Linked DNA regions of Sus scrofa: region 2 is linked to region 1. Evidence: chromatin contacts called from public Hi-C data. All regions are on one chromosome and are shown on one strand. Each heading gives the region's core, a stretch centred on a gene start, on an enhancer-like site or on the middle of the called end of the contact. The rest is flanking DNA. Distances are from core to core; before and after follow the strand shown. Region 1 overlaps GNRHR (gonadotropin releasing hormone receptor). Region 2 has its middle 120 kb from the start of YTHDC1.

Region 1 (4,573 bases), core at 1,686-4,185:
GAGGGGTCTAATCAGAGCTATAGCCACCCACCTGTGCCAAAGCCGCAGCAACGCCAGATTGGAGCGGCATCTTCGACCTACACCACAGCTTACGGCAACACTGGATCCTTAACCCACTGAGCAAGGCCAGGGATTGAACCCACAACCTCATGGTTCCTAGTCGGATTTGTTAACCACTGAGCCACGATGAGAACTCCTCAGTTTATTCCCTTTTTAACATAATTTCACACTTAGAGAAAGGTTGCAGCAATCATGCAAAGATTTCCAGAATACCTTTCCCTCAGTTTTCCCAAATATTAGCATTTTATTACATTTGCTTATTTGCTCTATTATCTGTCGTTATATACATTTTTTTTTCCTGGATTGTTTAAAAGTAAGTTTGGCTATTGCATTTGGGGTGTATACGCAATGAGATCCTGCTGTATAGCACAGGGAACCATATCTAATCACTTGTGATGGAAGATGGCTAATGTGAGAAAAAGAATGTGTATGTTTATATATATATATATGTGTGTGTGTGTGTATATATATATCTGACTGGGTCTCTTGGCTGTACAGCAGAAATCGAGAGAACATTGTAAATCAACTATAATAGAAAAAATAAAAATCTTAAAAAATAAAAATTAAAGTAAGTTTGGACATGATGTCCCTTTCAGTACTTTAAAGTTTTTGTTCCAGCACATAACCACAGTACAAGTATCAAAATCAGGAAGTGAGTACTAATATAGTATTGTTATTTAGTCTATACCTTATTCATGTCTCACTAGTTGTCTGAATAATGTCTCATTTAAAAATCCAAGTCTATGTGGGGGGATTCAGTTACTATGAACTAGAATCATTCCTTGGGCTTTGTGTTTCATGACATTGACATTTTTGAAGCATGCAGGTCAGTTATTTTGCAGAGTGTCTCTCAGTTTGAGTTTGTCTGTGTTCATTATTCATGTAAGGTGCCCAATAACCCTATCAATTAGATACAATTATTGTCTTTTATTTATTAAGAAATTAAGGTTAATGGGAGTTCCTGTCGTGGCTCAGTGGTTAACAAATCTGACTCGCATCCAGCTACTGTTCTAGGAATTGATTTTTTAGATTATTTTCCATGTTTTCCAGTTACAAATAATGCATCAATGAGTAATCTTGTGCATATTTAGTTTCATGTAATTGAGGTAGGAATGTATCTTCAAGGTGAATTCCTAAATGTCAGATGACTGGGTCAAAGATAAATGCATATATAGCTATGCTAATTATTGCCAAATTCCCCTCCTTAATGGTTGTACCAATCTGCATTGTTACCAAAGTAGAGAGTCTCAGAAGTTCCTGCTGTGGTGCAGCAGAAACAAATTCAACTAGTATCCATGAGGACTCAGGTTCAATCCCTAGCCTTGCTCAGTGGGTTAAGGATCCAGGGTTGCTGTGAGTTGAGGTGTAGGTCTCAGAGAAGGCTCAGATCTGGATCTGGCATTGCTGTGGCTGTGATGTAGGCCAGCAGTTGTAGCTCCAATTCGATTCCCTAGCCTGGGAACTTCCATATGCCTCAGGTGCGGCCCTAAAAAGCAAAAAACAAACAAAAAAACAAAAACAAAACAACCAACCAAAAAAAGTATGAGAGTCTCTCTTTCCCCATGGCCTTGACACGAATTCTACTATTTTTTTTTTTTGATTTGTCAATCTTGAGAGTGAAAAATGGCATATCAACGTAGCCTTAATTGGTTGGCACTGCTCTTACCATAAGTGAGGTTGAATATCTTTTCGTATCTTAAGAGCCACTGTTATTTTTTTGTAGTTTTTATTTTTTTGGCACACCAGGGGCATGTGGAAGTTCCCAGGCCAAGGCTCAAACCCAAGCCACAGCAGTGACCCAAACTGCTGTAGTGACAATGCCAGCCCCCTGATTCAATGGGAACTGCTACAAGGGAACTTTGTACATTTTTTTGTGAACTGTCTGTTCATCTTTTGACCATTTTAATGGGGTTTATGTCTCAAAAACAAAATTTAAATATGTACTTTTGAGGACATACTCTAAATGCTAGACACAGTTTTATGCACTGCAGATATGACAGTGAAATCACTTGCAAAAAGTTTACTCTGCATAACTGCATTTCAAATTGAAATACAGACAAGGTTTAAGTCTTTGATGATTGTTATGCAAGGTTGAAGCAATTTCCAAAGAAATCCAAAATCCTACAGATCCATTCACATTACCCAAACCTGCATAAGTAAAGATCCACTTACGACTTTTTATAGAAACACCAAAAGGATAATATCAAGAAGCTTAGCAGCTGCTTTGGGCAACAACATGTAGGAAAGCTAGCAGAATACAGAAAAGAAAACTTTCAAGAACACTTGCAATACTGTTTGACAATAAGCAACATCATGCTTTAATTTTATTTTCTCCTACAGTTATACATCTTCAGGATGATCCATTTAGCAGACAGCTCTGGACAGACAGAAGGTTTCTCTCAATGTGTAACACATGGCAGTTTTCCACAATGGTGGCATCAAGCCTTTTATAACTTTTTCACCTTTAGCTGCCTCTTCATTATCCCTCTCCTCATCATGTTGATCTGCAACGCAAAAATCATGTTCACTCTGACAAGAGTCCTTCAGCAGGATCCCCACAGTATGTATTCCTCAGATTTGGTGTTAATTGCAGGTAGACAGTGTTTAACAGCAATCCAGCAAGCGTTTAAGCAGAATGGCACTTACTATCAGCCAAAAACTATCCTAAGCCGTTTGCATAAACTTATTTTAATATTCACAGTCATCCCATAAGGGGATACTTTTATTATCCCCAATTTATAGATGCAGTCATTTAATGTCTCCTAACATTCTAACTTTACACCATGGAACTGAAGATGAAAGGACAGTTACTGCATTTTCCCAGTATAAGCTCTGGCAAATTGTTCCTGTTGGGGCAATCACAGCACTACAGCAAACACCTGATGTCTAGAATGTAGCAAAGTACAATTCGTTAAATGGTAGCCAGTTGACTTGTTAAGGAGGTAAGCTGTCCTATTTCACATTCAGATCCCTTGTATCCACACAATATATCCACACACTTTCCACATTTAACTTCACAGATGTGATTGTGCCTTTTTTGCTTTGGGAATCTGGTGCATTCCTAAAAGCTGAAATCTATGAATTTATAAAGTAAACATGATTGTGACGACATGACAACCAAAAAGCAGGGAATTCAATTCAGCTCAAACTCAGTCTGCTCTCTTAAATTTATATTTTAAGAATTTGAATAATTCCGTAGTTCAACCCATATTAGTTTGGTAGAAAAATTAATTTTAAGAGTGTTATCATCTTTAATATTTTCTATTTATTTTGCAACATAGTGGAAAACTTGAAATATAAACATGTTTTTCAAACAAACTATCATCATTAAAAATATTAGACATTTTCTTCCATTATATTCATTACGTTTAGTGATTCTCTCTTGCTTTTTGTCTGCTTTGGTTTTGTAATAAAACTGGTCATTAAACACCTTGTCTTTTCTCTACCTGAAAGACCTGCAACTGAATCAATCCAAGAACAACATACCACGAGCTCGGTTGAGGACTCTGAAGATGACAGTTGCATTTGCTGCTTCATTTATTGTCTGCTGGACTCCCTACTATGTCCTAGGAATTTGGTACTGGTTTGATCCCGAAATGGTAAACAGGGTGTCAGATCCAGTCAATCACTTCTTCTTTCTCTTTGCTTTTTTAAATCCATGCTTTGATCCACTTATATACGGATATTTCTCTCTGTAATTTTGTTAGACTATATACAGAATTATATAAAGAAGGGCAAAATGATGAATTTCCCCTTTGGGGAATGACAAGCACAAAGCATATTGTAGCACATTTACATAAAAACAAAGCAGAATTTTAGGGTATAATATTATTATTTTTCTCTTAGAAATCATATTGTCAGAGACCCAATTAGAAGGAAAAAAAATTGTAGGAAAAATAATGAAATATTTCCACTTAATCATGAGCTTCTGAATGAATCTCTGTGCTTTCTGAGCTCCTATAGTACATTATATGAGTTTTTAAAATCCTTTTCTTCTTGTATAATAATGTATGAATACTTAAAATAGCCATTTCCTAAGGCAAATAAATGCCAAAAAATTAGGCTAGGAACACAGTCCTAACTCCATCATGCCTTGGAGAGTTTTTCTCTGAAGGGACTTAGCAGCAATTATGTCATGCTAAAATAATACATGGAGCACAGAGAGAGCATCTCCCTGCCCATATGATCAGTTTTCACTCCTATGGTTAAAAATAATAATAATAATAATAATGCAATCAATCTAATTTTTTCTTTGGCTTCAAAAGGCTTCTGATGTTTGGAGTAGTCAGCTTCCAACTCACTGTCCACTTCTCCAACCTGACGAGACTTGTAAACAGTTCTCCTTCACCCCATTCGTCACAGGGTAAGGTTGTGAAGGGTCTTCATATAGAAGGGAATCTTAGAGACATTTGGATTTAGACAAGGAGTTAGACTAGTCCTCTCGAATATACAGTCTATGGATTTGGTGGTACTTAAGTGTTGTAATAATAACATTGTTTGAAATTACAATCAA
Region 2 (4,743 bases), core at 2,069-4,568, 490 kb before region 1:
ACATGCAATTGTGTGTGTGTGTTTCCATGTAATTTTATTGCATGTGTGGATCTGTGTGCCCCTATCACAGTCAAGATGCAAAGTAGTCTGATCCTCATGCTACCCATACCTGGCTTCTTCCCTACCCCCCTGTCTCCAGGCTCTAAGCCCCAGCAACCATTAATCTGTTCTCCATCTATGTAATTTGTTAGTCCAAGAATGTATACAAATGCAATCATACAGTATGTAAACGCTGGAGGCTGGCTTCTTCCCTCAGGATGATTCCCTTGAGATCAATCCATGTTGTGCGTATCACATACACAGTAGTTCATTCTTATTTTTTATTACTGCTAATAATCTACAGTATGGATGCACCAGTTTGTTTCACCATTCATCCACTGAGGGGCACTTAAGTCGTTTACGGTTTTTGGCTACTGTTAATACAGCTACTATATGGGTATGTATGTGGGTGTGTAAGTTTTTGTGAGAACATAACTGCTCATTGCTCTGGGCTTAATGGTCATAGCTCAGGTTTTGTCTCTGAAGAAACTGCCATGTTATTTTCCGATGCCTTCTTCCTATTTTTTTAACCTCTTCGTACCTCTACTTTCTCTCTGTGTTTTTAAGATGTGTGAATAAATCTGATTTCAACACTAGACCGTAAGCTCTGTGGGTTAGGGACCATGACTGATTCATTTTTACAACTTGCACAGTTCATAAGAAAGTATGTTATTTATGGCACATTCTCAGTAAAGATCTATTGAATAAAGAGGGAAGATAAAAATAAGCAAACATAGTAATGTATGTGAAATGAAAAAGAAGGCATTACTTTGGGAAGAAAAGAATGAACAATATTACCTTCATGAATGTTTATGCCTTAATTTCTATAATTCTGAACTTTACCACAGTACCTCCATTCCATGTTAGTGTATATAAAACCTTGTTTTCCATTTTCCTACATGCTACACAAACACAGGCTAAAGACACGGTTTAGATGATGATCCTATCCTCATGCTTGAATATATTTCATGATACATAATATATTTAATGGTTTTAGGACACTTCTGAATCAGCTTCTACACTGTAGTTGTGAAATGGATTCCAATATAGAGATATACTCAATAGATATTTGTTGTTCTTAATTTTCATAACCAAAATGCTATAATTTGTCCTAACACAGTTTTTATTATACAACTCTCAAGGTGGTGTTGAAGACAGAGGCCAGTTAAACGCAACTATAAGATCTCCCGTGGAGTTACCTGGTGGTTCAGTGGGTAAAGAATCTAGCATTGTCACTGCTGTGGCTCTGGTTACAGCTGTGGGACAGGCTTAACCCCTGGCCTGGAAAATTCCACATACCATGGATGAAGCAACAAAAAAACAAAACTCTCTTATTTGACACTGATTCATGAATCAGTACTTCTTTGGCATAGCTGTATCCAGGTTAAATAAAAACCACAGTCAATAATCTTGCATACCCTTGACTCCTCTGCTTCTCTCTTGCTTCATCACTGTGACATTTGCTTTTATCAAAACCCTGATAAAATCCAAATCTCCACCTATTCTTTTCCTATACTATGCAGCCGAACATGTTTGGAGAAAAATCCACAACCAGACTAACTGGTCTAACTTCAAATTCACGATCACAAACTTCCAGCGTGCTCTCAGTTTCCCCCACATCATACTATATTTCTCTATTCGCTCTTTCATTCTTCTGGCCATCTATTTCACATCTCTTCCTCTCTTCACTTCTCCTATCACCTCCTTATCCATCCCCATTCTCCACTGATGACATTGCTTCTTACCTTCTTCCCTGAAAACTGAAGCATCATGAAGAAACCCTCTACCACCTCTACTCACTCACCAGCAACTGTTGCACACTCAGCCTGCTTGTCTGTTGCCCCAGGTGCTCAGATGGAAGCTGATCCCTCCAACACGTCAGGGAGGAAGAACTTTTCCTTTCCCTCGTGGGACATTCTTCCGGATGGTTTAGAAATTAAATTGACATGACACAGCTGAACAGGAGAAAATCAAGTAAAAGTTTAATAACATGTAAGCATAGGAGACAACTGATTTGGATGCCCAAAATGGCAGAAGCCCTCACCTTAATTAGCTAAAGACAAAAGAGGACGTTAGGGGTCATGATCTGGAACTTCAAAGTATAGAAGGCAATACACATGATATGGAAAAGCAAATGTTTGCTAAAAAGATGTTTGTAGCCCATACAGAGACAAATGGGACACAGAGCAGACTCATCTCTAGGCCTGCCCCCAGTTCCCCCAGCACACCTGGTCCACAGTCTTTGATGACAGCTCTATTCTGGGAACAAGTCCTTTATTTAATTTTTTTAGGCAGCAAAGAAGTGGACAAAAAGAAAGACTTCCTGAATCTTGTTTCTTAAAAACAATCAGCCAAAATAAACCCTCCTGGAGTTCCCATCTTGGCATAGCAGAAAGGAATCCAACTAGGAACCATAAGGTTGAGGGTTTGATCCCCGGCCTCGGTCAGTGGGTTAAGGATCTGGCGTTGCTGTGAACTGTGGTGTAGTTTGCAGATGCAGCTTGGATCTGGCATTGCTGTGGCTGTGGTATAGGTCGGTGGCTACAGCTCCAATTAGACCCCTAGCCTGGGAACCTTCATATGCTGTGAGTGCAGCCCTAAAGAAGACAAAGACAAAACAAACAAACAAACAAAAAACCCAAAATAAATCCTCCTACCAAAGAGACACATTTTGAGGTGGCAAGTTTTGCTCCCCTACAACATTCACACTAGGTCCTGTCTCCTCTCACCTACTTAAAGCATTTGCTCTAGCAACGCTTCCCTCTCTCTCTTTTCTTTTTGTTATTTCCTGGATCTTCAAACAAAAAAGCAAATACCAAAAAAAATTATCTTGACCCCACTTTCTCCACCAGTAGCTCCTCCAAGGCTCTGGTCTATATTTAAATTTATCCATAAATTGGACTATATTTACTATTTCCTATACCTCTCCTTCCATTACTCCTCAAATACATGATCAAACTTTGGCCTCATGATTTCACCAAAACTACTCTTTGCAAGGACACCTGTAGTCTCTCTGTTGCTAAAGCTCATGGCGGATTCTCATCTTCTATGTCTTATCAACAGCATCTGGCACAGTTCTTCTCCCCTTCCCCATCATAAACCTTCTTTGTCTTCCAGGGCACCATATACTCCTGAATCTGCTACTCTTAGATTCTAAACTTGCAGGCTAGGAGTTCTCTTGTCGGTACAGCAGGTTAAAGATCCGATGTTGTCACTGCAGCGGCTCAGATTGCTGCTGTGGCAAGGTTCCATCCCTGGCCCAGGAACATTCACACTGCACGGGCATGGCCAAAAACAAACCAAACCTCCCCTCCCCCCAAAAAAAGCAGGTGAGTTCACAGATACCCTTGTTCTTGACCTCTTAATGTTGAGTAACGCCAAAACAAAAACCCTGTTAGCCGTATCTCAGTCGCAAGGTTTTGAATACCATCCACTTGATGATTTTTCCAGATTTTTATCTTCAGCCCAGACCTCTCTCCCCAAATCCAACAGCATATGTCCAATTGCCTCCTGCTTATATCCATTCAGATGTCAAATATCCATCTGAGACACAAAATGTCCTTTCTCCAAATGCCTTATCCCCACTGCCTCCCATCTCAGGCAAGACCATTCTTCCAGTTGTTCAGGTCCCAAACCTTGCAATCCTCTTGACTCCTCCCTTTCACTCATATCCACAGCTCAAGTTTTTCTAACATATTAGCCTTCTCTATGATTTTGTCTACAGGGAAGCGCACTTATCAATTGTTTGTAAACTAATCTTCAGCTTCCTTTTGAGAAGAACGTCGTTTTCCACTTCTCCCATTATCTGAAACTCCATAATTCCAGCAACATTAGCTTCAGTAGTTGAGCACTCATTTTCAAATATTCTTGTTACTGTGGAATAGAGTTCATTCTGGGAAAAGAAACATGAAAGCCTTTACAACAGCATAATAGCTTCCTAAAATCTTTTCATTCCTCATAAGCTCCTGCTACCTTCAATTCAGCTTCCTGTTCATGGGTTGTTAAGTCACCTACTTAGTCTGCAGCTTACTCTGCTTAGACACCAAGTGGAATAATCGACTTGTTTGGGCATTTAGTGACAAAGAATTGGCCTCCAGTTTCCTTGGCCTCCAAAAGGTACTTCCAGCTACAACCTTTTCAATGAACTCTAGCCTCATACAAACAGTGACCTGTTTCACATCTCCTCATAGATATCCAAGAGCTCTATTTAATGGAGCAACTCTAAAAACAAGGCCTTGGTTTCTACTCCCAGCCTCTATCAGTGGCATTACCATAAACCCTGACTGCTTAGACCCAAACCTTCTAACACAACCACTCTATCAGCAGATCCTGCTAGCTCAACCATCAAAATACACAAGACTTCAACAATTTCTTACTATATCTGCAGTCCCAATAACCAGTTTTCTCACCTAAACAGAATAACAGCCTCTGAGCTCCCTTTTCCTGGTCCCACTTAGCCTTGACAGCCAGTTTCTGCTTCCCCAGAAACTAATTTCTTGTAGCCACTGGGAGTCTTTTGAACTGTAAGTTTGACCACATCATCTTCCATTTTAAAACCTTACAATAGCTTTCCACCAAACTTAGAATAAAATTCGGAGTTCTCATTACACCCTATAAAGTTCAATGAAATGTTTTCTTTGGCCATTACCTCTATACATTTTTATCTTTCTACTCTTTCTCTAACTCAGCAGTTACTTTGGCTCC

Evidence for each region. Hi-C and Micro-C count contacts between places; a contact is called where the count stands out from the background.
Region 2: a Hi-C map of liver shows a contact between it and region 1, with 1.8 times the contacts expected there. The contact joins two enhancer-like sites. A contact is called at or near these places in 5 of 47 Hi-C or Micro-C datasets (embryonic fibroblasts, epiblast stem cells, fetal skeletal muscle and 1 more).

The regions. Positions count from the first base shown.
Region 1 is chr8:65,474,858-65,479,430 of Sscrofa11.1, reverse strand. It overlaps GNRHR (gonadotropin releasing hormone receptor), which reads left to right. Exons shown (of 3, transcript NM_214273.1): 2 at 2,401-2,620; 3 at 3,514-3,851. The coding sequence ends at 3,758. Among named protein-coding and RNA genes, the nearest start is that of UBA6, 6.3 kb to the right of the region's middle. Within about 2 kb of position 2,935, at least 2 of the 83 cell types and tissues checked have an H3K27ac peak or open chromatin away from gene starts, as enhancers often do. A contact at or near this core is called in liver, where this site is marked.
Region 2 is chr8:65,962,681-65,967,423 of Sscrofa11.1, reverse strand. No RefSeq gene overlaps it. Among named protein-coding and RNA genes, the nearest start is that of YTHDC1, 120 kb to the left of the region's middle. Within about 2 kb of position 3,318, at least 1 of the 83 cell types and tissues checked has an H3K27ac peak or open chromatin away from gene starts, as enhancers often do. A contact at or near this core is called in liver, where this site is marked.